2 separate regions of the Mus musculus genome follow, and region 2 is linked to region 1. A link is a contact called in public promoter capture Hi-C data. All regions are on one chromosome and are shown on one strand. Each heading gives the region's core, a stretch centred on a gene start, on an enhancer-like site or on the middle of the called end of the contact. The rest is flanking DNA. Distances are from core to core; before and after follow the strand shown.

What was found. Promoter capture Hi-C pulls out the DNA fragments that hold promoters and counts their contacts.
Region 2: a contact with region 1 is called in a promoter capture Hi-C map of pre-B cells. The contact joins the enhancer-like site here to the promoter of Klhl8 in region 1. A contact is called at or near these places in 8 of 39 promoter capture datasets (the 3T3-L1 cell line, 3T3-L1-derived adipocytes, cranial neural crest and 4 more), 1 of 15 datasets of contacts at CTCF or cohesin (embryonic stem cells), 9 of 484 Hi-C or Micro-C datasets (cortical neurons, embryonic stem cells, nephron progenitors and 1 more), 3 of 115 datasets of contacts at active chromatin or transcription factors (astrocytes, embryonic stem cells and forebrain) and 1 of 9 other capture datasets (embryonic stem cells).

Annotation. Positions count from the first base shown.
Region 1 is chr5:103,906,741-103,913,679 of GRCm38.p6, reverse strand. It overlaps Klhl8 (kelch-like 8), which reads left to right and starts at 2,421. Exons shown (of 10, transcript NM_178741.4): 1 at 2,421-2,564.
Region 2 is chr5:104,349,308-104,356,246 of GRCm38.p6, reverse strand. No RefSeq gene overlaps it. Among named protein-coding and RNA genes, the nearest start is that of Mepe, 27 kb to the right of the region's middle. Within about 2 kb of position 4,161, at least 24 of the 459 cell types and tissues checked have an H3K27ac peak or open chromatin away from gene starts, as enhancers often do. A contact at or near this core is called in cortical neurons and pre-B cells, where this site is marked.

The DNA.
Region 1 (6,939 bases), core at 1,172-3,671:
TCAGCCAACACCAAGATTTACTTACCCCAGAGGGATGGAGGGCAGGAGATAAGAGACAACAACAGGAGAGGGAGGGTGAGGGAGAAGAGTACAGGGGAGAAGGGGAAGGGAACGAGGGGGGGAGGGAGAATGTTTGTCCTAAAGCAGGGACAAAAGACTGTCTCTGCATAGAGTGGGGACAGATGTGACCTATAGGAAAATGGTGTTTTGTAAGGGTAAGAGAGAGAAGCCCCGTGTTATGATGAGTTGGTTTGTTTTGATTGGGCAGGTGAGCCAAAAGGGACTTTTGGTTGCTGGACATCATCATTTCAATAGTTGGACTTTGGTCGTCAGCCTCAAGAGGGGAAGTGGTCAAATAAGGCGACAGACCTCGATGGCTGGTGTCAGGAATGCAATCTACTGGTTTTAGCAAGGCAGAAGAAATGGGAGACAGGGGCAAAGCCTGCCAGAGCCCTGCTCACCTTGCCAGGGCTGGCCAAAGTCAACCAGTAGGGTGCTGGGGACAGAACCTGGGTCCTCTGGAAGAGCATCCAGTGCTCTGAAACACTGATCCATCTCTCTAGTCTGATTTAAAGATAACTTTGTCAGATTGATTACATGGGTACCGGACAGAAAACTATCATTAATTTATTAGCATAAAATGAGCCACGGAGCCAAGGCCAGGAAAGGAAGACACCAATGTGTCTTGGAGGTAGAGCACAGGAGGTAATTGCTTTTTGTTTCCGTTTTTTTCTGTTTTGGTTTTTTTAGACAGGCTTTCATTGCTGTAGCCCAGGTTAGCCCGAGGTTATCATTATGTAGCCCAGGCTGGTCTGGAACGCTTGCTCTGCCTCCTGAATGCTGGGATTCCACAACTCCTGGTTCAGAGAAGTTTAAACAAGTAAGACTGGCATAGAGGAAGGGGATGGTCAGAGTCCATGAGTGGGCAGACAGGGATACAAGCCAGTGAGGTGCTGCAGCAGGGAGGTGATTGTCTTGATGGTTCATTTTCACGCTGAGACGTTCCGCAACTCTGTCCAGACTTTCCTGCTGCTGCCTGCAAGCTTCATCTCCTTTACAGATGAAGATGAAATTGTCTTCTTGATTAAGTTTTCCGAATCCATTTGCAGACAGCATCTGAAATGTTGGTGGAGGTTTAAAGCCTTTTAATCCAGGATTAGAGGGGGAGACTTAAAATATAAAATGCAAATGCCGACTGGGATTTAACATTACCGTTTATTCCCACCCAGTGCAATCAGATAATTACTCAGGAGGTGTCATCACATCCTTTCTGGTTTTAATTCATAGAGATCAGGGTAGGGGAGTCTAATATCCTCTGTTTATGAACCAGCTTGTGTATTCTCAAATGAAGCTAAGAAAAATCTCTAGATTTAGAAAACCACATGCTTCGTTTCTTTTTAGTTTATCTTCACTTTATAGATATGTAAAATAATTAGGTGAAATTGTTGTTATGGATGTATCCCTCTAAGGACAGGTCCTTGTCCTGGCTGCCCCGCTCCCTCGTTTTTTCCCCATTTGCTATGAATATTTAACTTTAAGATTTATTATTATTATTATTATTATTATTATTATTATTATTATTATTATTTTTGCCTGAACCCGCTATGCCAACAGAAATTCCTCTCTAGGTCCAGAGTTGTAGCAATTTATTCTCACTGTACCGAAATACGTGACCAAAACCACTTGAGGAAGAAGGATGGATTTGAGCTCTCTGTTTCAGGGGACTTCGGATCCTCATTTTCGAGGAGCCCTGCAGAAGTGGCCCTAAGGCAACGGTTCCCACCCGTGGGTGATGTTTGAGCAGGTTCTGGGACCTTTGGGGTCTAGCTGGCACAAGCAAACCAGTGCAAGTGAGCAGGTGATGACACCTGTCTCCTTCAGGCCCAGCTGGAGTCTCTGTGGTTTGCCTAGGCTGGATCCAATTTGTATCTTTATATCTCAGCCACAGGAACAGCTGACCTTATCTTCCTGCACCAAGCCACCTGGTCTATGGCTACATTTCGAATATGCTTTGAAGATTCTGGAAGCTTCAGAATGCCCTGGAAAAAAAGAGTTCAGGGAACTATCCTAATATATGCCCTTGCTCTTTTTCCCTACATTTCCAGCAACTTTACTGAGAGTTTGCCTTATCTCACCAGTTTATACTAGCAATTGTGTTTAACACTCGGTATTTAGTTCAATTACTTCCTTGCTTTGCAGACACAAGCTGTTTTGTATACATTTTGCAGAGCATGAGATAAAACTGATAGGAATAGCTATAAAATCTGGGATATTCCCCACGCAGGGGATGAATACTGGGAGGGATGGAAGGGAAACGCAGGCGCGCTCTTCAAAGAGGCAACAGAGAACTACATTTCCCAGAGTGCGGCGCGCAGCACGCTCGTGCCTCACCACCCCGCCCCGCCCCGCCCCGCCCCCGCGGCTCTCAAGAGCGCTCGGCCGAGCCGGGCACGAGCGAGCGGTCGGGCCGGTGAGCGCGTCCCCGGGGTGTCCAAGCGGGGCTGGCGCGGCGCCGGCGCGGAGCGGGTGTGGCGGCTCGGCCTGCGCGGCGGCCGCGGACAGAGGTAACCGCTGCGTTATCCCGCGCGCGGGTCTCAGCCTGGAGCGGTCACCCGCGCTCGCGTCGGTGAGGAGCTGCCGGGCGGCGCCGGCGCCTTCCCTCGGGGAACCGAAGGGATCCGGGCGGGCCTCGCGGGCCGCGCTGTCCTGAGCGGCGGCGCAGGTGCTCGGGGTCCGGGTTGGGCGACTTCAGGGGTGTCCCCCTCCCGGGGTTCGCGGGGCTCCTGCAAAATCCGTACCCGGCCGGGTGGCGCTGCTCCAGGCTGAGCTCGTGGCTTGCTCCAGGGAGGGTCCCCGATTTGTGGACACAGTTTGGGGTTCCCAACCGTCTCCCGGGCTTGCACGGCCCTGATGTTACGGTTTGGGGAGCTTGTTACCTTCCTTTTCCTGCAGGCAGTATTTATTATCATGCATTTCGTGGAAATCCTCGCAGTTTTGAATATTCTTGCCAACCTGCTTTAATTGCCTACCTTTATATTTTGCTTCTTACCTTAAGGTATTAGCGTAGGCAGATACTTTGGGCAATAGGTCTTACTTAGAACCTGGGTTGCCACAGTAATTAACCTGCCAGGTACACGTGGGTTTTTTTTCTTTTTTTCTTTTTTCTATTTAATGCTGTTCTCTCTCTCTCCCCGCCCCCCCCCCCCTCGTTAATTGTTTTCAGTCTTGTTTCCCCATCTTCCGTGAGCCCTGGCCGTGCTAAGGGGCGGGTGGGGTACGTTTAGTTGAGCAGAGACCCTCTGCTAGTGCTACCAGAGCTTGTGAACTGCGTGCAGGTAGCTTTATCATTAGCCTTTGCTTCTCTGCCTGCTTTCTCCTGGCACCTATTTTTTGGTTTGTCAGTCAAACCAACTGACCTACTTAAAACTTTAGTCATGTTGCCTTGAAAATACCAAATAGTTGGAACACAAGTATAAAAAGAAGTCACAAGATGCTGTATTCAGCTGTATGCGCTTGGATTTATATTCATTCTTATATTTTTCTACCCCTCCTCTCCTATTCTACCCCTCCCCCTCCACTCTACCTCCCACCCCCCAACCTTGAGCATGCCGGGAGAACACACTACTTACCACTGAGTACATCTCCAGTCTGAATTTTTACGTTTAAAACTATTCTTTTAGCATTTGATAACTGTTAGTGCTATTAATTTGTAACGTTACACATTCCTTAATAAATTCCAAATCCTAATTTGAAGTCACAGCGAAAGCTAACCAGAGTGTATAATTTCCCCATTCCTACAGAAACCCAACCTCCCTGTTGTAAAGTCCCTCGTGGTATCAGAACCTACACTGATGTTTCATGATCTCTCAAAATTCTGTCCTTTATGTTAGGGTTCAAATAGAGTGCTTGCCTAACCTGGGTTTCATGTCCAGCACTGCACAAACTGGATGTGTCGGTGTGTACCTGTGATCCCAGTACTTGAGAGACAGGAGAGCCAGAAGCTGAGAGTCATCATCAGCTACACTGAGTTTGAGACCTGCCTGGGCCTGTCTTGTCTCAAAACAGCAGCAGCAAAATCTAAACAAAAGGCTAAAAATGGGTATTTAAGCTTTTCCCCTCCTTCCCTTCTTCCTTCCTTTCTCTTCTTTCAGATTTTCGAGATGGCATTTCTGTATAGCCTTGACTGACCTAGAACTAGCTAGCTCTATAGACTGGCTGGCCATGAACTCAAGAGAGATCTCCCTGCATCTATCACCAGAGTCAGCATTGGCATATGCTACCACCACCCAGCTTAAGCCATTTCTTATGTCTGAATTTTCAACAAATAATTTATTTTTGTATATAAAGAGTTAAAAACATGAGCAGGAACAAATGTTTCCTAAAAAAACAAAAAGCCATGATTTTTAGTGGTAGGCTTTTTAGTATAATTATATCTTTCTCTGGAAGAAAGTTTTATATTAAGTAATGAAATAAGAGGAAATCGGATATTCAAATCTTCTAATTAAAAAACGTTTTTGCAGTGCTGGAGATTGAATACACTAATTGCTGTTTACTGCGTCCTGGGCCAGCATCTCATGTGTGGTCGGTCAGCCTGTTTGCTCTGCTCTGAGGAGGTATAATAGTGGACTGAGCTCAGGTCTGCAATTAGTTCTTGGGTTAAAATCCCTGCTCTCCACTCATTGGCTGTTTAATCATGGCAAGTTGTTATCTGAACCTGTTTCCTTAGCTGGGGAAGAGGGATAAAAATACCGCCTGCCTCTGTCTTCCCGGAATTGTGAGGATTAAGTCGTTATTGTATGTGGGGGCCATTTTACACTGCATATTCTTCCAGCCCCAGTGCAGTTTCCTCCCTGGTGGCCAGTGCTGTGTAGACATTGTTGCCTTCGCTTTGTTGCTGAGGGGCCGGTGGTGCAGGAGTTTTAATACTTGACTGTGCCTCTGCCTGACTCTTTGCTTATGATTTATTTAATTGGTCCCTGCAAACTAGACCTAGAAATTAGGAAGGACTGGTGACACCTTGGAAACTCCCCCACCCCACCTCCGACCCCCCACTCTGAACTCTGGTCTTCCAGGAGTCTAAGAATTAGTTCTGTGTCTGTCTCTGTTTGCTGGAGAGTAGGCCCGATTCAACAGATTCTCACTCAAAGTGGGTTGGAAGTCCTCTTCTTCTCAAAAGGTTTTTTTTTCCCTCTGTTACTTTGTTGTATTTTTGAGACAACATTCTGCTGTGTAGCCTGGGATGATTCTAAACTTCACATCCTCCTGCTTCAGCTTCCCAAGTTCCTGGGATTACAGTATTCACAATCACATCTCATAAAGTGACTGCATTTGGCTTGGCAAGAGTGTTTCGTGTTGATTGTGGGGCTTTGGGTAGACAAGCCATGTGCTGTCAGGCTATACCACACTGCGCACACACACACACCACACACACACACACACATACACACTGTACACACACACACACACACACACACACGCACACACAGGGAAAGAGGGAGATTGATTACAGGAACCACCGGCTTCAACTGTCTACAAGCTTTCTTTATTAGAAAACTTGCAGATTTTTTTTAAAAATGGGAGTGAGGTGGTAGAGGAGAGAAAATGAGATGTTTGAAGCAGATGGAGTCCCTTCCAGAGTGGGAGGTGTGTTGGTGATGGAGTGCCGCCTTCTGGAGGCAGGGCCTGGCCGACCATCACTCTCAGTAGACTCTTCCTACCTTGCCTGCCAGTTTAGATGAGCATTAGAGTAGATGATCCAGTACTGTATTACAGCCTTATTAATAGTATTATCTTAAATGCTAAAAGATAACTTGATTTATTTTAAAATTTGGATGTTCTTGTTCTCAGAATATCAAACGCTAAGAAAATTATTTTACTTTTCACAGAAGATATTTATGTGGCATGCTTATAATTATGCCATATTCATTTAAATTTAATTACACAATATTTAAATAAAAGAGTAAAGCTTTATTAAATCCTAATTGATGACTTCTTTGACACTTAGAATTGTTGGTTTGGAAAGCACATACCATGTATGATTTACAGAAAAATGTAACTGTCTTGCCTAGATCCAGTACTAGATTGTAATTTATGGTTTTAGTTTGTTACAGTTTACATTTATCTTGAGAATCTTAGCATTAGTATCTTTCTGAGTTTGAATTCATTCTTACAGTAGAGTTTAGAAGCAGGGGTAGACAGAGTGCTGGGCTTTGCACGCTCCCACAGGGTAGCATCTTTCTCCTTGAGCTTCCCCCCTTTTGATATTGGGCAGATTTATTGGAAATCTGAATGCTTTACAACGCAGAAGGCTCATGATCTTGTAATACTCGGGAACTTGTGAAGCAAGGAGCAGAACTGTGTCTCTGCAGACGGGCTTCTCATAAATACGATGTGAGCAAACGTCCATGAGAGGACAGTGGCGGTGCTCGTAGGGAGCTTCTTGTATATGAGATCGCCCCACTGCTTCATTTTAATAAAGAATTCTTTACTTCTTTACTTGAGAGTTTGCATTAGATTAGCTGTGTGTAAAAAACAAGTGGTGGTCATCTTTGAAAATAAAAATCCTGATAGGATTACTACAATTTAAAATGAGTGATTTTTATGGGTGCCTTTCTACTTTGGAGCTCTAAGAAGTTGGAAAGTATTTGTTGTATGGAGAGATCATTATTGATACTATTTCGGTGCTCATTAAGACACACATAGGCACAGCCACGGAGTTAGAACCAGTGCCATATTTGGATAGTCATGAGACTTGGGCTATGTAGTCAGGCTTACTAATGTTGACTCCTGCCTTACACCTCTGTGGTATTGGATAGGCTTTCTTACCCTCTCTGAGCCTCTTTATCCACTACAGTTAAAAGTAGTTTTTCTTTAGGTGTCAGATGATACTGTCATTTAGGTGTCATTCATGTATGTATGTATATGTGTGTGTGTGTGTGT
Region 2 (6,939 bases), core at 2,912-5,411, 440 kb before region 1:
CAGTCTAGAGATGGTATTAGCTGGGTGTAATGGCTCGCCCTTGGAATCTCAGGACTTGGAAAGCTAGTGAAGGAGGGTTGGCATTCCTTTGAAACCAACTTGGTGTCCAGAGTGAGATGATTTTTGTTTTTTAAGTTGTGTTGTCATTGACCATTTTTGTACATAGGTTTGGAATACCACTTCCTGAATTAAGGGGAAGGCAAGTAAAGAGTGCTTGTTTTTCTAACAGTTCACTCTAAGTGGCACTCTGGAAAACACTGTGTTTATATGGTTTGCAGATCACATATTTTAAGTTACTCTTTGGGAAGAAGTCCATATTACTGAAATGAAAACGAAATCATGTAAAGTAAAAGTTGCCCATTATTTATGCAAAGTCACAGAAACCATTTCCCCCTCTCTCCTATCCAGCATATTTTATGCTATCCTCTGTGTTATAAATGACTTGAAATAAATTTAATAAGAGGAGCTAGATGGTTATATTAATAATAACTCTAAATTCAGCTCTGAAACAGAGACTATGTCACAGAAGGGAAACTCACGGTCAACCTCAGCCTCATACTCCACCGAGATCTTCACCGGTACACAGCCAAGAAGAGTTACAGAAACATGGTTATTTAACAAAATTAAGAAATAAATGTATAGAACATATTTGGTTCACAGTGAATAAAGACAGGAGTTCCCATTTACTATACTGCATATCATATGGCTTTATAATTTACGTGCACAGAGAATTGGGTAACGATATAAAATAAGGTGTTTCCTCGGCTTTAGAGGCAAGATTTTTGAAACATGGAGCCCCACTGCTCTGCTTAAGTCCATGGAGAAGATGACGTGAGATTTACTTTTCTGAATTGATGGATGGAGACTGAAAGCCAGAAGCAAGGTAGAATTATTTATGACATAAAAACCACTTGGAATAGAGAATTCAGCTTAGATTTATTGACTGGGAGCATGGTAGGAGGTATTGTGCTTCGTGCATTGGTTGCCATTTAAAGATAGTGAAGAAGAAGTTGGAATTTAAAGATAATGAAGATGCTCTTAGCAAGCCCTGTCCAAGTTTCCAGTGTGTCAGAACAGATCATGCTTGCTAGAAGGGAATCAAGGAAAGGTAGAGATGTATTGCTTATTTATTATTTATTATTGTTATTACTTTAGGGATATTTGAAGAAATTTTTGTTACAGATTACCTTGCTCATTTTCTATGATGTGTAAACCTTCACTCCTGCAAGGGTAAAGTCCTTAAAAAAAAAGGCTCTCTTTTAATATCCACATGGCCTTCTAAGGAACACTTTATCAACTCTGAACTATGAGTCTTTCACATAAAGCAAGTGTGAGGATTACAAAATTAAGCTGCTAGCACTTCCCAGCTCAGGAATAAAAAGAATTCTCAAGTTGGGTCAGAAGAAGCACAGATTATCGAGAGGAGATTGAAAAATTTATAAGTGAAGGCAGCCTAGAGGTTTAGGAGGGTAGGTAGCTGTACCAGACACAGACAAGGAAGCTGAAGGCAGAAAGAGGGTGTGATTACTGCTCTTACAACTCAACCTGCAGTTGGCCGATGCTGCTCACCATCAGTCTTAGCTCTTCTCTGCTTATCCCACTCACTCTCAGACCCGGTGTATTTGTTCGATCTCAGACAAAGGACAAATAAGCAATGGGTACAGCCATTCTCACTTGTTCCTCCAATGTGTATCTTGCAAGCTCTGCTAAATAGAGCATATGGATCACAGAGAAGAAAAAAATACTATTTAAATGCAAAAGGCACAAGTGCGCATGTACATAAGTAACTATTGCATACAGAGGCGCGGTCACATTCTAAACTGCCTTAGAAAAGAAAAGACAGAAGTGAAATGAAGGCTGAGGAGCACTGAGGTAGATATGTGTCAGAATACACGCATTAAATAAGGGAGTAAGCGAGCGGCCAACCAACGACTGACCCAAACCAATCAGAATACATGCATTAAATGAGTAAGTGAGAGGCCAATCAATGACTAACCCAAACCAAGACCAGCCCCATGGGCCAGAACCAATCCTTGACACTATTAACAATACTCTGCTATGCTTACCGAGCCTACTATAACTGTCCTCTGAGAGGCTCTACCCAGTAGCCAATGGAAAGAGATGCAGACACCTACAACCAGTTATTAGATGGAGCTTGGGAAATCTTATGGAAGAGATGGCAGAAGGATTGAGGGGCCCGAAAAAGATAGAGACTCCACAGGAAGACTAAGAAAGTCAATTAATATGGACCCTTGAGGGCTCCCAGAGACTGAACCACCAACCAAAGAGCAACCATAGCCTGGACCTAGGCCACTGCATGTATGTAGCAGATGTGTACCTTGGTCTTCATTCAGGTCTCCTAACAACTGGGGCAGGGGATATCCGGGGCTCTGTTGTCTGCCTGTGGATCTCGTTCCCCTAACTGGCCCACCTTGTCTAGACTCCGTGGGAGAGGGTGAACCTAGTCCTGCAGTGGTTTGATGTGGTGTGTGTGTGTGTGTGTGTGTGTGTGTGTGTAGGGGTGATATCCAGAGGGGGCCTCCCTCTTTTCAGAGGAGAAGGGGAGGGGAAATTGGGTGAGGATCTGCATGAGGCGGTACTGCGAGGAGAGGAGGGCTGATATTGGGATATGAAGTGAATAAGTAACTTAATTTTTAAAAACAAATTTAAAAAGAGAACAAATGTCCCATTTTAATTAATAAGGGACACCTTGTCAACCATAAATACATATCTCACTGCCATCAGTTTTCTAAGTTACAGAATAAGAACTTAGCTAAAAGTTTTAAACATCATCGAGTGTTCTTATGCTTGCTAAGTGACCTCTGGGTGTTAGTAAATGAGTGGGGAGGTGGGAGGGGGGTAGCAGGCAGATGAAGGCGTGAAATAACCATCTAGAACAGGCAGGCACTTCCCAGAGGTAGTTTGGAAATACTCCAGTTAAAAATAAATAATGCTTTCTGTAAATTTCTTTCACAACCCCGCTGTAGTTCCAATGTGATCATAACTTTGTCAGCAAATTCTATTTTCAGCATGACTGGAAAACCTTTCACCTCAGCCTCGCTTTGGGAAAAAACCTGAGCTCTACTGTCAGACCTCTTCATTTCTGAGTTTGTCTCTTTGCTTTCCCTTTTTATAAGAAGTTTCATAGAAATTCCAGCTCATTTATCTAAGTGCCTGTTCCTCGGGGTCATTCCAAATTTCCACTGGATTAGATCTCCATGGTCAAACCAAGGTTGCCATGGTATGGACACTGCTGAGGGAGTTACTGTCAGGAGACTTTTATGGATGTTAAATACAAATGGTTGTTGTAAATGGTTTCATGACACCTTGCTTTTCTCTGACTTCTAAGTACTTCTAAGTATCAATGACAGCAAAGGTTGCTTTCCTTTGGGAACTCTCAAGAATGTCATACAAGCTTTTCAGAGAGTATGATCTAAGAATTTTTGGTTGTACTAATGGACTAGAAATAGGGTGATGTTGCTGTGATACTCTGACCACAGGCCAGAGGCAGATTTGAGCAGCATTGCAAAGGCCCTGTACTATGGCCGGGGTGGAGGTGGGGGTTGGGGGGTAAGGGGGGGGGGGAGGGAGATGAGAAAGCATCCAGATTAAAACTTAAAACTAAACCCAACGTTGCCTCTGAAAAAGGGGGCGTTTGCACAGTTCCTCCACCGTGTTTCCCCATTTGATCATTTTGGTGCATAGTTAAGTTCTGCATGACCAACTAGTTGTGTTCCTAGCGCTGTTGTAGCAAGACATAAACACATGAACTGATTTCTAGCCAGGGAGAAATGACCGTTATTTTGAAGTTGCTTCTGGGAATTTGAGAAACTCTGTCAGAGCTAGTATGCCCCTTTAAATCACCACACAGTGCCCAAGCAGCACATGCTAAAAATATAAATTAACCACAGGTTGTCTAATAACCGATATTTTTGTGAGTGTCTGTTGAATAGGACGGGGCAGCCACAGGAAGCAAGGGAAATGAGGTGAGACAGAGGGGTAGGAGTTGGTATTGCTTTTACTCGTTGCTTCTGGAAAGGTTTGTATACAGTGGCCTTTACAGTGTTTGCTGAAACCCACCCACAGAAGGAATATTCTGTTCTGTTTGAATTTGAGGGGGAAACAGGCTGACATTTCCGGGACTTCCTGGTCTGCTTCTCCAGCCCGGAAGAGGCTCTATCCCGCCCCTGAGTCTTGCTCTGCCTCTGACCCACTGTGGACACACTGCTTTGTTGGCTTAAAAAGGACATTCTGTTCAACAGTCTCTTATCCTTTTGTAAAAACGGAAACAAATAACAGAAAAGTAAGTTTCTATTGCAGAGAGGAGGAAGAGCAGTGAGGCTGGTCCTGTGTGTGCCTGTGTGTGCCTGTGTGTGCCTGTGTGTGCCTGTGTGTGTGCAGGGCTGGCTTCCGAAGTCTGAGGGCTCAAAACAGGCCCACACATGAAGTGCTTTAATTTAAAAAGAAATTGGAATATATACATATATATATACACATATATATGCATATGTATATATATATGTAAAAGCTTTATGCTTTATAAATACATATGTATTCCATATATATTCCATGTTTATATATATACATATATTCCATATGTTTTACACACACACACACACACACACACACACACACACACACATATATATATATATATATATATATATAGAGAGAGAGAGAGAGAGAGAGAGAGAGAGAATATCTAAAACTTACGGTCTTATTCACGTTAGCAAAAGTGCTCTTCCAGTGAACTATGCACCAACACATCAACTTGAAGTTCTTATAGTCATTTTGAGCTGTTGATTTGTATAGAGACATGATGGATGCCCTGGGCCATGTGCTCCTGCAGGTGTGATATGCAGAGCACAGGATGGAGTGGTAGATAGTATAGGGCATCCCCCAGTCATTTGAACAGGAAAGCTTGTGTTGCTTGTACTAGGAGGCACTCATTATGCAGTAGGTCCTGTTTCTTTGTGGGTTTCCACGGTTTTCATTCCATGAATAGCAGCATGCCTGTGTTAGTCAGAAGTTGCCAGGAGAATACAACCAGTACAAAATATGTACATATGGAAGAGGAGGCTCCTTATGGGAACTAGTCACTTAATTTATGGGAGCTGAGAAATGCCATGGTACACTGACTGTATGCTGGTGGTGTGATTCAGTTCAGTTCTGAAGACCTACAAACTGGGAGGCTGCAGTGTGAAAGCCTGAGTCTGAAGGCCAGAGAACTCATGTCCTAGAGCATAGCTGGACAATTCAGATAGAAAGTGCCCCCTTCTTTCACATTCCTGGGGAAATAGACTCACACACACACACACACACACACACACACACACACACACACACACATTGACATTCAGTGTATTGGATTACCCTAATGATTTTATTTAGCTTGCTCATTTGAATTCTCTCCTCTTTCAGAAACACCTCCATAGACCTGTGATGGCTGCTCTTGGTTGTAAACTTGACATAACAGGAAAGAAAAACCTCAACTGAGAAACTGGCTCCATTAGATTGGCCTAGAAGCATGTCTTGGGGGCATTTTATTGGTTGTTCATTGATGGAGGAGGGCCTAGGCCACAGCGGCTGGTGCTATCCTTTGGAAGTAGTCCTAGGTTGTATAAGTGAAGCAGCCCAGCAAGCCCAAGGGGGCAAAGCATAGCATCGTTCCTCTATACTCTCTGCTTAGCCCTGTCTCCAGGCTTGTGCCTTGTGTTCCTTCTTCAGATTCTCTGAATAATGGACTGTAAGTTGCTTTTGGTCCAGGTGTTTATCAAGCAGCAGAGTGTACCTAAAACCGATCCATTCATCAGTACTGTTTATAACTTACCTGGGCATCTGTTAGCCCTGACAAGCTGATATTAATCATGACAACATCCTTTGAGAGTTGGCACACATGAAGTGGCATGGTGATGTGGTGTGTGTGTGTGTGTGTGTGTGTGTGTGTGTGTGTGTGTGTGTGAATATAGCAGCAGCTACTCTGTGGGAGTTCATTTATGAAGAAACATGAAATGCTTCTATCAGTAGTAGCTACATTAGCGATTCTAAACTGATCAACTTCCTGAGAGAATAAGGAAGTGATAGCTGAATGGGGTTGCCATGAGTTCTGAAGGCATTTCTAAAACACTTTCAGGGATGTAGTGGTAAACTCCCTAAGATACACATTCAACAAGATTCCACTTGAATACACGTGTAAGCGTTGGTAATAAGCAACTCTAGAGCATCTATTCAAGAATCTCCAGAGGCCATTGATAAAATGCGTGGTCCTCAAGGTAGCACTACTGGGGGTGGTAGACATGAACACATGGGGTCCAGTGCCATGTTTTAGGCTCTCAAAGATTATCAAAAGAAATGAGCTTGCTTCAGCATGGACTGGAGTGTCCAAAAATGTAAGCTAACCTAAACCTTTTCCCTTTACAAGCTGATTGCCCCAGGTGTTTGCCACTATTGGTAGCAAGCATCCATCCTAGCTGGGAATTGAGTCAGAGTGCCCCACAACTTTGCCACCATGATGCTATGAAAGGGTGAGACCAAGTCAGGGTGAATGTGGCACCATGCCTACCTATCTGACACCGACAGCCAGTCTCTTCTTTTAGGAACAGTGAAGTCCCCATTCTCTGTCCTTTCATTATCTCCAACAAGCAGGCTGCATGGTTCAATCTCTGGCAAGAGTGAGAGCAACTTGATGACAGATTTTTCTAACATTTTCCATGGGCCAGAGACAGAAGCCTCCATTAATAGGGACTAGAAGAGTGAGTTCAGGTGGAGACAGACTCTCTGCCCATCCACCCAGACAGGAAAACCCATGTGACTTTCTGGCTGGCTACAGGCCTCCTTAAGCATCGCCTTTGGGGATGTTCTTTTAGGTTTTTGTTTGTTTGTTTGTTTGTTTTTGAGTGATTGGGTTTTTATCAACTTAAAATTTGTTTTAATAAATAA